2 separate regions of the Canis lupus genome follow, and region 2 is linked to region 1. A link is a contact called in public Hi-C data. All regions are on one chromosome and are shown on one strand. The core of a region is the stretch at or near the end of the contact, and the rest is flanking DNA. Distances in the headings are between cores, read along the strand shown. Region 1 holds the start of SPIN1 (spindlin-1). Region 2 holds the start of CDK20 (cyclin-dependent kinase 20).

Evidence for each region. A called contact is a pair of places that touch in the nucleus more often than the background predicts.
Region 2: a Hi-C map of blood shows a contact between it and region 1, with 2.1 times the contacts expected there. The contact joins the promoter of CDK20 here to the promoter of SPIN1 in region 1. A contact is called at or near these places in 2 of 9 Hi-C or Micro-C datasets (both in blood).

The regions. Positions count from the first base shown.
Region 1 is chr1:98,139,133-98,146,452 of UU_Cfam_GSD_1.0, reverse strand. SPIN1 (spindlin-1) reads left to right here and starts at 1,521. Exons shown (of 7, transcript XM_038527329.1): 1 at 1,521-1,643; 2 at 3,756-3,876.
Region 2 is chr1:98,335,620-98,342,052 of UU_Cfam_GSD_1.0, reverse strand. It overlaps CDK20 (cyclin-dependent kinase 20), which reads right to left and starts at 1,378. Exons shown (of 12, transcript XM_038527341.1): 1 at 1,217-1,378; 2 at 758-871. The coding sequence starts at 1,291.

The sequences.
Region 1 (7,320 bases), core at 272-2,771:
GGGAAATGCATGTGGCTTTGTCTGGCGACAATTTTGGTCGTCATAATGTTGGGGAGGGTGTGTGCTACTGGCATCTAGTGGATAGAGGCCAAGGATGCTGCCAAACACCTTCCTTTAAAAAAGAATCACTCAGCCTCAAATGTCAACAGTGGCAAGGTGGAGAAATCCAGGGGACAGACAACGCTGAAGCCTCCTACCAGCAGACTCCCTGGCACCTGCCTCCTTCCTATCCCTTCTGCTCCCCGATCGGCTCCACTGCCGTCTGCCGCCTTCAACATTAAACACAACGGATGCAACAATTTTCCAATGCTTCCTCACTGCTAAGTAGTGACTCGCTTCTCTGTCCGTGTCTAAATTGGCTCTCTACTTGGCCTGTGAACTCCCAGGTCTTGCCAAGTGTGTCACCTGAGACGAGCTTTAATTGCTGGAGCAGGCACGTATCAATCTCATTTGGGAGAAGAGGACAAGGTGCCAGTAAAATCCTGCAGAGCATTGCTAACTAGCAGTCGTGCGGCGCCAGAGCCTAGTGCGCTCTCCAAAGTCCTGTCATCTGACCCGATAACACCGCGGAGGCGTTTTTCTGAGAGGTCGATTGCACTCGAGGAACGACCTCTGCTCGGTGACCTGCTGGACACCAGGCTGGTGCAGGGGGGCGGAGCGCGCAGAGCTCCAGCCAGGGGTGCGGGGGGTGGGGGGCTGGGGTTTAGACTCAGGATTCAGCCTACAGGTCCTGCACTCAACACAGCAGACGTCAAAACTGTTCTCACTGCCTTCCTCTCTCCCCTTCCTCCCGCAAACAACTCACAAAATACTCAAGGGGCATTTTGGGTCAAACGAGTCAAACGAGTTCACGAAGGACCGTGGGAATGCCTGGCTCCCGATCTCAGAGAGGAGCTGGTCGGCTTCCCCCATGTGTGGTGGGGGCCAGGCTCTCAAGGTCACAGGTAGGTGGGCGAGGCCCGGGTCCGCGGGTCTGCAGAGATCCCCTCCCCTGCTCCGCGGGGCAGGGGGGTGGGTGAGGGAGGCTCGGGTGGGGGCCCGGGTCTGCAGACAGCCCCTTTCCCAGCCCCAGCCCCCGCCCCCGCCCCGCCCCGCAGGGCAGAGGGGTGGGCGAGGCCCGGGTCCACACCGACCCGCGAGCGGGGCGGCGGCGCAGTGCGGCGGCGGGTCCGCGCGCAGGAGGCTGGCGGCTGGCGGCTGGCGGCTGGCGGCCTGCCCGGCGTGCGGACTGCGTCCAGGCGGCCACGACTCCGCCCGCGGGCGCCCCTACCGCCGTACCCGGCCTCATCCCCCGGCGGCGCGCGGGCACGACGTCTGGCGGCTTAAACCCAAGAATGAGCAGGGCGGCTCCACCAGCAAGCGTCCTCCCACCGAGCGAAAACGAAACTTCCCAGGATGCCTGACTTCCGGCGCCCCAACACCGCCCCTTCCCGCGCGCACCTGCGGTCCGCCCCGCCCAGTCGCCCCCGGCGCCGGCAGGTGAGATGCGCGCCAGGCCCCGCCCCTCGGCCCCGCCCCAGCCTCCCACGCCGCCACCTGGCCGGGCCCGCGCCGGGTCCGCCCTGCTCTGTCCCGCCCGGCCGCCAGGTGAGCAGCTCCAGGCCCCGTCCCGCGCCGTCCGCGCTCGTCCTTCCGACCGCCAGGTGAGCAGCTCCAGGCCCCGCCCCACTACCAGGCCCTGTCCCGCGCCGCGCCGTCCCCTTCCTTCCTCCCGGCTCCCAGGTGAGCACCGCTAGGCCCCGCCCCCCCGCCAGGCCCTGTCCCGCGCCGACCCCGCCCATCCTCCCGGCCCCCAGGGGAGCAGCTCCAAGCCCCGCCCTACCGCCAGGCCCGGTCCCACGCGGTCCCCCCTCATCCTCCCGGCCCCCAGGTGAGGGGCGCCCTTCCCCGCTGGGCCACCCACCAGGCCCCGCCCCGCCCCGCCCGGCTGTGCCTGCCCCCAGGTGCGCAGCCCCGGGCCCCGCCCGCCGCCCCCAGGCTCCACCCAGACGCCCGCACCCGTCGCGCCCGGTCCCGCCCCACCTGCGTCGCCGCGGGCTGGGTCGCGCCAGGGCCCGTCCCGCCGCCAGCCAGCCCGGCTCCGAGGCTTCTTCCCGCCGCCTCGCCGGGCCCCGCCCCGCCTCCAGGTGAGCGTCGCGGGACCGAGTCCGGGCTCGGGCCGCGCCCCGCCGAGCTCCAGGCCCCGCCGTGCTCCAGGCCCCGCCCTCCCAGCGGGCCCCGCCCCCCGCCCGCGGCGCCTGCGCAGTGCGGCCCGTCGGGCCGGGGCCGGGCGGCGCGGCCGGCGCAGTCGGCGGGCGCAGTGCGCGTGCGCCGTGCGGCCGGGGGCGGGCGGCGGCGGCCGCGGAGCGGAGCGGGGGCGGGGCGGCGCCGTCTGGCTCGGTCGGGCCGGGGCGGGAGTGCGGCGCGGGACGGCGGGGCCCGCGGGCTGAGGACGGCGGCCTAGGCGGCCGGCAGGTGAGACCCGCGGGCCGCGGGGGAGCGGGCGCCGCTCGGGGCGGGGAGGGGGCGCGGGCGGGGCGCGCGGCGGGGCGGCGGGGCGCGGGGGAGCGGCGGCCGGGCCGCGGCGCATTGTCCGGGCGCGGGCGGCGCCGGCACAGCGCCCCCTGCCGGCCGGGCCGCGGGGCGGGGGGCCTCGGGCTCGGGCCGCGCGCCTTTGTTCGCCGCCCCCGCCAACATGGCGGCCGCCCTGCCCGCCGGGCCGCGGGCCCCGCGCTTTGTTCCGCAGGCCTGGGCGGCGGGGCGGGGGCGGGGGCGGGGGGCGGCGGGGGCGGGGCGCGGGAGCGTTGCATAACCCGCCGGGCGGGGCGGGGGACGGGACCCCCGGGCGGAGGCGGGGCGGGGGGGAGGGGCGGGGCGGGGCGGCCGTTCTCCTCCCGCCTCCGTCCCTCCCGCGGGTCCGGGTCGCCCCCGCCCCGCGCCCCCGGCCCCGGCCCTCGCTGGGGTCTGCCCCTCGCCCGCGCGCCCCCGCATCCCGGGTGACCTTGAGCGCGCTGCGCCCGGGGCGCGGGGATGAGCCGCACGACGCGGAAGCTTGCGCAGTGCCCGGGGTGGGCTCGCGCGCCTGCCCGGAGCCGGTTTCGGGGGCGGCGGTGGCCGCGGCCGGGAGGTGGGCGCCCCGAGGCTGTTGGCGCGGCGGCTGCGTGCGATGGGGCCGGGCCCGGGGCCGGGGCCGGGTGCACGGGGGTGTCCGTGCTCGCCGGGGCCGCGGTGGCGGGCACCTCGGGGGGCAGCGCGGGACGCGCGCCGCCGTGGGCCGCCGTGGGCCGACACCTGTAACTTTCTTCTGCTGGAATCTTCTGGAAGGAGCCCTGCAGGCCGAAGAGCTGGAGGGAGAGGGCACAGCTTTTGTTAGGAGACGAGAATCCCGCGTGCGCTTGGGGGTGTTTCCAGGGCGGGCTGGGTTCGGCAGGGCCCTCCGGGTGCTGACCGTGCAGGCGGGGTCAGAGGGAAGGGGCGGCTGCCCCGGGGCCTTGCCCCAGCCTGGCGTGGTGGGCACACACCCCAAGTTGTAACCGCCGGGAATTCGCGGAACGGTCCTTGTTAGACTGGAGAATAGCGAGTAAACGTCGCACACTTGGTATATGTCACAAATTTATGGATAGTAGGTATTAGTTTTTTGTGGGAAGACAGAATTTATTTTTCTTTTAGAGTAGCGAGTAGACGTTAAGATGCTGTGAAATGGCTAAGGCAAGCAAAGGCCTTCTAGTCATTTCTTTACATTTGACCTACAGGTTTTTTGTTTTTTTTTTTTCCAGAAACTTTGGCTGATCCCAGGAATTTGGCTAGTAGTGCTTCCACAGTACTTCCGGTTCCCAATCCAGACTACAGTAACAGTACCGACTTAGTTTTGGAATATCTGAAGCGGTGCTGCTGAAGGTAGTGCGGAACTAGTCTTAGATGCTGCTGGAGAAACAAAGGGTTCCTTGGTCACCTCAGTTTGGGAAATAGTGCTGTGTTCTGTCCTCCCTTGGGGTCGGAGTTTACCGCCTCCATTAAGGGCTCTGAGAAATATTGTGCTGTTTCCATAGTTGGCTGCAGATCTCTTTGTTTTGTTTTGTTTCAGCGCCCATGAAATCCAGGTAACGCTGAAACGTTGGTCATTGCTGTCCTCAGAGTGCATCTTAGGTAACGGTACCCACGCCTTCATGTGCTTTGTGATGCCTGTGCATCTCGTGGTCAGGATCTCAAATGTGGCTTTTAGTCTTCAGATGAGAATTATTAATTTGAAGTTGTAAGTGGAGAAACGTAATAGCGTTTTCGCAGTGACTTACTTGAATGCCCACACACTCGTAACTTGTCTTGCTGCACTCCTTAATCGTTAGCGTTTTTTTTCTGGTACATTAAAAATTTGTGGAAAAGATACTGTTTCTGAAGAATTAATCACATCGGTCATTTACAGATTAAAAGTAATGGTGTTGAGTGTTTTTTTGATTTAGCTGTTAGGATCTTAATTTGCTGACAGAGCAATTGATACATATCTACATAAACACTTTCTTAATATTTATTGATGCTTGAATGTCCCCCACCCCTCCCCACCCCGTTCCTTGAATGAGAAGAACTTGGAAGAGGGAATCAATTATTTTACCCAGGTATTTTGTTCAATTTGGCACACACACTGTGGTGTTGTGAAAAAGCTCTGGGCTCTGAAGTTGGCCACTGAGAGAGCGTGGCCTTCAGCTCTGGAGAGTCTGGGTGGAAATCAAGCCCTACTGGGTCTTGATCTGAAGCCACACAGCTGATCTCCCTTCCCAAACCCCTTGTGTTCTTTAGAACTTGCCATTTCTTCCCTGTAAACTGGGAGGAGACGTGTCACATGAGGCTCTTTCGAGAACTACATGAATTTGTAGGGTTCCCAGCACAGTCCTGCAATGCAATAGCTGCTGCCATTCATCGTTCATTTCCTTCCCTTCTACTTTTGAACTTTGCTGCAGTTAATGTTGAAGTGAACCATTTGGTTCGTTGTGCTCTAGTATTCAGTGTGATTTTTTTTTTTTTAAAGATTTTATTTATTTATTCATGAGACAGAGAGAGAGAAGCAGAGACACAGGCAGAGGGAAGCAGGCTCCATGCAGGAAGCCTGACGCAGAACTCGATTCCAGGTCTCCAGGATCACACACGCATGGCCTGGGCCAAAGGCAGCCCTAAACCGCTGAGCCACCCGGGCTGATCCTTCAGTGTGATTTTTAGTTCTTTATTAGGTGCTTAAGGCATTTAAAAAATGCCATAAGTTCTTAATGCAGTGAGTCTTGTATGGGCGTACTGCACAAAGATGTGCCCTTGGAGACCTTCCGGTCTGGTAGGGAGGATATGCATGCACAGGATGAGGGCATCTGGAAGAGAAGGCAATGCTCTAGCAGGGTCAGGAGTGTAGAGCAGGAGAGCAAAGAAGTCCAGGTGGAAGGACAGTGCCAGCAGACGCGTGTAGAGGGTGTTTGAGACCATCCTGGATTTGAATCCCAACCAAAGATTGCCCCATGTTAACATTTACTTCTAAGAGTGTGTTTATCTGTTAAACAGGATGACACCTACCTCATCAAGTGTAAGCTTCTAGGGCTTTGTGGTAAGTGCCCTGTGGGTACCGACAATGATGATGAGGTCACCACTGCTGACACCACCTGTACTTTGTCAGGGCCGGTCTGGGTAGCATGAATTTGGGGCCAGGTTTTACTTGATCTGCATACCATGTCAAGGCAGTTGGGGTTTCTTCTCTATGTGGGGAAAGCCATTGGAAGGCATTAAGCAGCATGAAAGGTGGACCAAGGAATGTGCCAGCACAGGATCTCTGTGTAGTCCAGACTTGGGGGTGGTGGTGGATGAAGTCATTTGGGACGAGGGGGATCAGTCTGGAGCCACTACAATGTTGACTGTGTTGATTTTTTCGGGCAGAAGGGGTGGAGGGAGAAGGATCCATTCAACACGGGTGTTGTTTTATTCAAATGCTGACAGTGTAAGTGAAGAGACTACTCAAGCATTTTTTATACCATTTTAGATACTTTTCAATTGTAGTAACCTGTGTTTTTAGTTTTTTAATTTTTTTTTATTTTTTAAAAAGCAGGGATGCCTGGTTGGCTCAGTTGGAAGAGCATGTGACTCTTAATCTCAGGGTCATGAGTTCAAACCCCACCTTGGGTGTAGAGACTGCTTAAAATAAATACATAAAAACTAAAAAGATGGAACAACTTTTTTAAAAAAACTTAGATTGTATTTGTTTATAGCAAGTTCAATTTGCTTATAGTTACATCCACAGAGCGTAAAAGCAATTTTTGTACCTGTTGGTGGCCTGTATGTTTGTCAACAAATGAGAACGAATCCATGTTTATAGTTGTATATGTGAATGTATGTTTATATATTAACTAGTCCCATTTCTTAGTTAATATTAATCATTCTAGGCCCTGACAGGTGATTAGAATGTCCTTTTTTCCTGTGTCCAGGGTTGGGTTGTGAATTTCTTTTTGCTTTTTTCTCACTTGAAACCACTGTGGACTGATAAAGTTTTGTGTATTCGGTGTTATTAATCAAGTAGTTCTTGTTCTTTTTCCGCAGCTTGCCCTAACTTGGGCATGGTGCACTCCCTTCAAGCTGGATCTCTTCCCTGGGATGCCACCCCATTAATCTTTGAACCATTTCTTGCTTTCTGATACTAGATGTCTAAGATTTCATGATCAGCTGGTTCTTTCAGCTCCTCTTATTGGGGGATGGAATTTAGATACTGAAATCTGGTGCTTCGTGTCTGTATTGCTACTGGAATGCCTCTACTTTCATTGGGCAGATGCGGGAAATACATAAAATTCGATTTTTTTTTTTTTTTTTTTTTTTTTTTTAAGATTTGATGTATTTATTTGACAAGGAGAGAAAGCACAGTAGGCAGAGCAGGAGGCAGAGGGAGAGGGAGAAACAGAGCCTCTACTGAGCAGAGAGCCCAATGTGGGGCTTCATCCCAGAACCCTGGGATCATGACCTGAGCCAAAGGCAGACGCTTCACCAACTGAGCCACCTAGGAGTCCCTGTATTGGTATTTTCAATTAAATTTAACATTGCAGGGTTTTTACTTTGAGTTTATTTTTTTTTCTCCAACGTTGAAAATTTGCATTCTTTGCAACATTAGTTCCCTTGTCCTGCAGTATATAAATGATATTTGAAAACACCGATAATAAAATGCTGGCTTATATTTCATTACAGTTCTTTTGTTCTTAAAACATATCCATGTAAGGGTGTGTAGTTGACATTCTGAATTATAAAATGACTTGAAGATACTTTTCTTTCTGATGATGTTGCCAGTTTGATTATTAGTTTGGTTTATTTGTATGAAATACTTAAGGT
Region 2 (6,433 bases), core at 129-2,628, 200 kb before region 1:
CAGATACAGCAGATACGAACACCTATTCAGATCTATATACACATTTTTATACAAAACTAGAAGGACATACTTTTAGATGTGTTTTATAAAAAGTTTTACAACATGTTTTTGTCATATATGATACATACATCATGGACATCTCCAGAGAATAACAAACAAGTAGGAGCAGGACAGGGTTGTCACTCCCCAGGAAAAAGAAAAAGCCCCAGGAAGAGTAATGAGGTTGGGGGTGTATGAGTCCCTCCCCCGTGCCCACAGTGCCTCCAGCCCCATCACAGCACAACGAGGCCACATGGGCCCTGCCATCGCTGTGCATCTCCCCCAGGAGCCCAAAGGGGACCCATGCCCAGCACGAGGTAGGGCCTATGGGCGGACCCCAGGCTAGAACACCTGGACTCCTCCAGCAGAACCGGGCCAAAGCCTCCACGGACCGCTGCGCGTCCACAACAGGTGGATGAGCCTCCTCCCCTGGCCTGAGAATGCGAGATCCTGAGATGGGCCTTTCGGAGAGCAGAGAGCTCAGAATGACACCCAACCTAACACAGGTAACCCAGCCTGCAGAACAGAAGCTCAACAGAGGCTGTTATTATCATTACAAATTACCAAATGTTTTATATAAAGAAGTCAGTGACTAAAGAAATGAACGGGGAATGACATTAAGTGGGGGGATGAGGTGGACAAGACAGGGAGGGAGGCAGCGGCGCAGGCGGAGCCCTTCGCAGCCCAGGGCCCAGGGCCGGAGCCCAGCGCCACTCACGTGCTGATTGTCCTCGATCTCCTGAAGCGCCTTGATCTCCCGCAGGGCCTGGTTGGGGATGCCATCCTCCAGCCGCCGCAGGGCCACCTTCTTGAGGGCCACGATCTCCCCGGTCTGTGCGGGACAGAACGGGACACCGCAGTCCATCCCCGGCTGGAGAAGCGGGTGCGCCGACGGGGCGGGCGCCGTCGCGGGGGTGGGAAACGCCCCCACCCGGTCCGGGAGGGACGCGAGGTCCAGCCCGGGCCCCAGCTGATGGCAGCGCAGCGCTAACAGCTCCGAGGCTTGGACTCCCCGGGGCCCTGGTGGGTGGCTGGGCGGCCGACGGCGCCCGGGCCGGCCCCCACTCAAGGGGCCAAGTGGTGGGCGCAGAGCCCGAAGCGGGGCAGACGCTGGCCCGGAAAGCGGGGGCGGGGCGGGCTCTCCGGGCCGGCAGCTGCCGGAAGCGGCCCAGCTCACCTCCACGTGCTTGGCCTTGAAGACGACGCCGTGCGCGCCCTCCCCGATGCGGCCCAGGATGCAGTACTGGTCCATGCCCGCGGCCCGCAGGCCCCGCCCCGCCGGCCACGCGGCTGCCTAGCAACGGGCTGCCTCCCGGCGCCCGGCCGGGGAGCAGACAGCAGCTGGGGGCAGCGGCCGGGCCTCGTTGGCGCCTTCGCGGGCCCCCCCGCCCAGGCCAGGCCGCGGCGCACTTCACTCGGGGGCAGCCTTCGTGCGCGGAGGGCGCCGGCGCGGGCGCGGAGGAGCAATGGCGCCCGGGGGCCCCTCCTCGCACCTCCCAGACGTCACGTGACCAGCGGCGCGGGACACGCAGCGGGGGCGGGGCCGCGCAGCCCGGGGCGGGGCTTCGCGGCCAGTTGTGCGGGGCGGGGCCGCGCGATCGCAATAGGAGGGCATCGTAAGTGGGCGGGGCTGCACCTCTGGGGCGGGGCCTCCTGGCGACGGGGCGGAGCCTCCCGGAGAGGCGGGGCCAGCTCTGCACTGCAGGCGAGGCTCTCCACCCGGAGCTGGCCTTGCCAGTTCCAAGGACACTCTGCAGCCAGTGATGCTGGGAGCCCAGTCCAGGGCCATGTTGTGAAAGAAGCGTTAGTGGGACCTCCCTTCTGGAAGGTTAGTTGGCCACACGTAGAGACATCTTTTAAAAAGTTCGAACTCTGACCTGAAAGTCCCATGTCTAAGGCTTCTCATGAGGAAACATTTGGAGGAATTTGCATGAGTGATTCTAAGGAAGTGCATATCATCGAAGGATGTTGACAAAAAACACAAGTTGGTCTTAAACCCCTGAAAAGATGCTCAATCTCACACACAACATAAATGCAACATAATCTCCAATTTTCCACCTAACAAATGACTAAAGATCCTAGCTCCAAGTCTATTAACCAGGCTATGGGAAAACATATGAGCTTTTATACATTGCTGGTAGAGGAGTGTGACTTGGAAATGCTGATCAAGTTACAGATGCATATCCCCTTGGACTCAGCAAGTCTACTTGTAGAAATCCCCCAACAGATACACTGCACACACCTGAGATGACATACGCAAAGTTACTTATTGCAGCCTTGTGTGGAAGGCAAAAAATTGGAAACACCACAGATGTCCATCAGCAGAAGACTGCCTAAATGGTGGTATACCCATCCAATGGAATATATGGCTTTAAAAATTAATGAGGATGCTTTTTTTATGTGCAGTAATAAGACTTCTAAGATATATTGTTTAGTTAAAAAGGCAAGATGCAGAACAGAGCATACGGTGTGCCCCTACTTGTGTAAAGAAAAGAAGAAAAAGTCTAAATAATGCCTATTCATCCATTACAGGGTATCTGCAACGATACTCCAGATTTCATGATTGCAATCACCTGGTGGAGGGCCTAGAAGGATTGGGTACAGGGTAGGAGGTAAATTTTTCACTGGCCCTTTTGCATTCTCTGATTTTTGAACCATGTCATTTATCATTTTTTCAAAAAGACAAATATTGAGATGCCTGGGTGGCTCAGCAGTTGAGTATCTGCCTTCAGCCCAGAGCATGATCCTGGAGTCCCAGGATTCAGTCCCACATCTGGCTCCTTCCATGGAGCCTGCTATGTCTCTGCCTCTCTCTTTGTGTGTGTGTCTCTCATGAATAAATAAATAAAATATTTAAAAACAACAGCAAAAACCCAAAAAGTAAATATTTTCTGGCTCAGAAGTTCCACTTTTGTTTTAAAAATTGCAGAAGAATGCCTTGATATCCATACAAAGATGTTTACCCTGTTTGATGATAGCAGAGGTCAGAAAATAACCCAAAAATCCCATGGAAGAATGGGTAGATAAGTTATGGGAGTACCTTAGAATGGAAGGCTTTATAGCTATTACAAATGGTGAGGATAAATACAATGTGCCATGGGAAAAGAATGGTCTTCAAAAAATAGTCATTTGAAAAGTTGTATTAGGAAAAAAATGTGTATTGACCCAAACCTCACAACACACACAATAACTGATTCCAGATGGACTGAAAAACTAAGTATGGAAGGTAAGCAATGAAGTTTTAGAAAAAAACCCAATATCTTTATGACTTTGAGTTAGGTAAGATTTTTCTTAAAGAGGTTATAGAAAGTACTAAAAGGGAAATTGAAAGCACATAAAATGAGAAATTGGACTTTACCAAGAGTAAGAACATCTGTTCTTCAAAAGACACCACTAGAGAATGAAAAGGAAAGCCACAGAAAGGGAGAAGATACTAAAATACATACATATATAATATATTTATTATACTAAGGCTCCTATCTAGAACTTATAAAGAAGCAGACAACCTTACTGGAAAAATGGGCAAAACCTGCAGTAGGCACTTCACAAAAGGCAATACCCATATAGCCAATATATGTTTGACAAGGTCTGTACTAACTTCACTAGTCATCAGGAAATTTCAAATTAAAACCATTAATTTTACTGGGGCACATGGGTGGCCCAGTTGGTAGAGCATCTGGCCCTTAATTTCAGCTCAGGACATGGGATTGAGCCCAACATTGGGCTCTGTACTCAGCAGTGAGTCTGCTTGCCCCTCTCCCTACCCCTACTCAGGCCCTCTCTCTAAAATAAATAAATAAAATCTTAAAAAGAAAATCATAATTTTACTGTAACCACCAGAATCATTTAAATTAAAAAGATAGACAATACCAAATGCTGGCAAAGATGTAAAGTAGCCAGAATTCTTATATGCTGCTGATAGGAGAGCAAGTTCATACAACCACTTTGAAAACTGTTTGATATTATCTTTTCAAAATCATGTGGAGATTTTACATATTTATAGATAGATGAGAGAGAGAATGCACATACATATAAATAATCTAGTAATTCTACTCCTAGGAATTTAACTTGGCTGAAGTACATATGTATGTTCACTATAGACATACAGCACAGATCCATAGTAGCAGTCTTTAATAGCCCAAACCTGGAAACAACCCAAATGTCTACAGTAGAATGGATAAATAAATTGTGAAATATTTGACAAATGGAGTACTACACAGTAATGAGAATAAACAAAGCATCACCCCTGGCAACAACATGAATGAATCACAAACCCAATGTGGAACAAAGAAGCTAGACACAAAAGAATGTAAAATGGTGTGCCCACTGTGGAAAATAGCTTGGTGGTTCCTCAAAAGATTAAAAGTAGAATTGCCATATGATCTAGCAATTCTACTTTTGGGTATATATCCCAAAGAATGAAAGTGAGATCTTGAAGAGATATTTGTACATCTATTTTTATATCAGCATTATTCACAATGACCAAGAGGAGGAAGCAACCCAAGTGTCCATGAACAGACGAATGGATTTTAAAATGTGCTATATATGTACAGTAGAATATTATTTGTCCTTTAAAAAGAAGGAAATTCTGACACATGTTACAGCATGGCTAAACCTTGAGGACAGTATGCTAAGTGAAATAAGCCAGTCACAAAAAGACAAATACTGTGGATTCCACCTAGAATAGTCAAAATCTTAGCTATAGAAAGTGGAATGGTCAGTGCCAGGAGCTGGGAGGGAGTGGGATGGGAAATAGGCAGTTATTGTTTAATGGGTATAGAGTTTCAATTTTGCCAAATGAAAAGTTCTGGACATTGATTCCTAATGATATAAATACACTTAACACTACCGAATTCTACACTTAAAAATGGTTCAAAAAAAAAAAAAAAAAAAAAAGAAAGAAAGAAAGAAAGAAAAGAAATCATCCAGATGGTAAATTGTGTATTTGTTTTTTTCTCCACAATGAAAACTTTTTAATTAAAAATCTATGAATTGAGTATGAGGGAGCTGTAAGACAATAATAGTGCTTCTAACTTTTAGGAGGAGAAAGAGCACAGGGCTGAAAAAAATTACAATAAATAATGACAGAAGGCTTCGCAAATTTTGGGGAAAAGATAATGTACAGATCTAAGAAGCCGAGTGAGCCCAACCAGAATAAATTCAAAGAAATCCATGCCCAGAAGCATCATAATCAAATTTTTGGACACTAAAGGGAAAAGAAAAACACTGGAAAGCATCCATAGAGAAATGTTACATTGCCCACCCAGCGCTCCCAGAGCACATCTCTAGTCTCTGTGATATCTCATTTATATCATTTATCCATAAAAAGGGAATGAGGCCCTGATGTAATGATATGGATGAACCTTGAAAACATGCTAAGTGAAAGAAGTCAGATGCAAATGTCACATACCATATGATTTTCTTTTTAATGTGAAATGTCAGACTAGGCAAATTCATAAGAGATAGAAAGTAGATTAGTGGTTGTCCAGAGTTGGGAGAAGACAGGAATGGGGAGTGACTGCTAATGGGGAGGAGGTCTTTTTGGAGGGTGATGAAAATATATTCTGGTTTAGATAGTGGAGATGGTTGCAATCTTGTGAATATTTAAAAATCTTGTCAATATACCAAACATCACCTAAGAGTACACTTGAAAAGGGGAATTTTATGGTATGTGAATTATATTTCAATTTAGAAAACAAAAACTTTGGCCATCCTTTTTTAGGTCTATCCCTGAACTCTGATCTGTTCCGTTGATTTTTGCATCTATTTGCCTGCCATTACCACACTGTCTTGATGGCTGCAGCCATATACAACTCCTTACAATTGAGAAGGGTGGTTCCTCCCTCCTGCTTTATTCTTCCTTTTCAACACTTTTGAAAATAGCTATTCTAGGTGTGCCTGGCTGGCTTAGTCGGAAGGGCATGTGACTCTTTTTTTTTTTTTTTTTAAGATTTTATTTATTCATAGAGACAGAGAGGGAGAGGCAGAGACATAGGCAGAGGGAGAAGCAGGCATCATACAGAGAGCCTGACGTGGGACTCGATCCAGGGTCTCCAGGATCACGCCCTGGGCTGCAGGCGGCGCTAAACCGCTGCGCCACCGGGGCTGCCCCAGGCATGTGACTCTTGATCTCAGGTTTGTGAGTTTGAACCCTGCATTGGGTGTAGAGTTTATTTTTAAATAAATAAATAAACTTTAAAAAATAGCTATACTAGCTTCTTTGCCTTCCCATATCTGTTTTTTTAAAGATTTTATTTATTTATTCATGAGAGACACACAGAGGCCAGAGAAGTGGCATTACATTGTTCAGATACCAAGAGAAAAATTCTGTATTCAGTGAGAAAATCCTTCAGAATAAAAGGGAAATGAAGACTTCTCAAAAGAAGGAAAACAG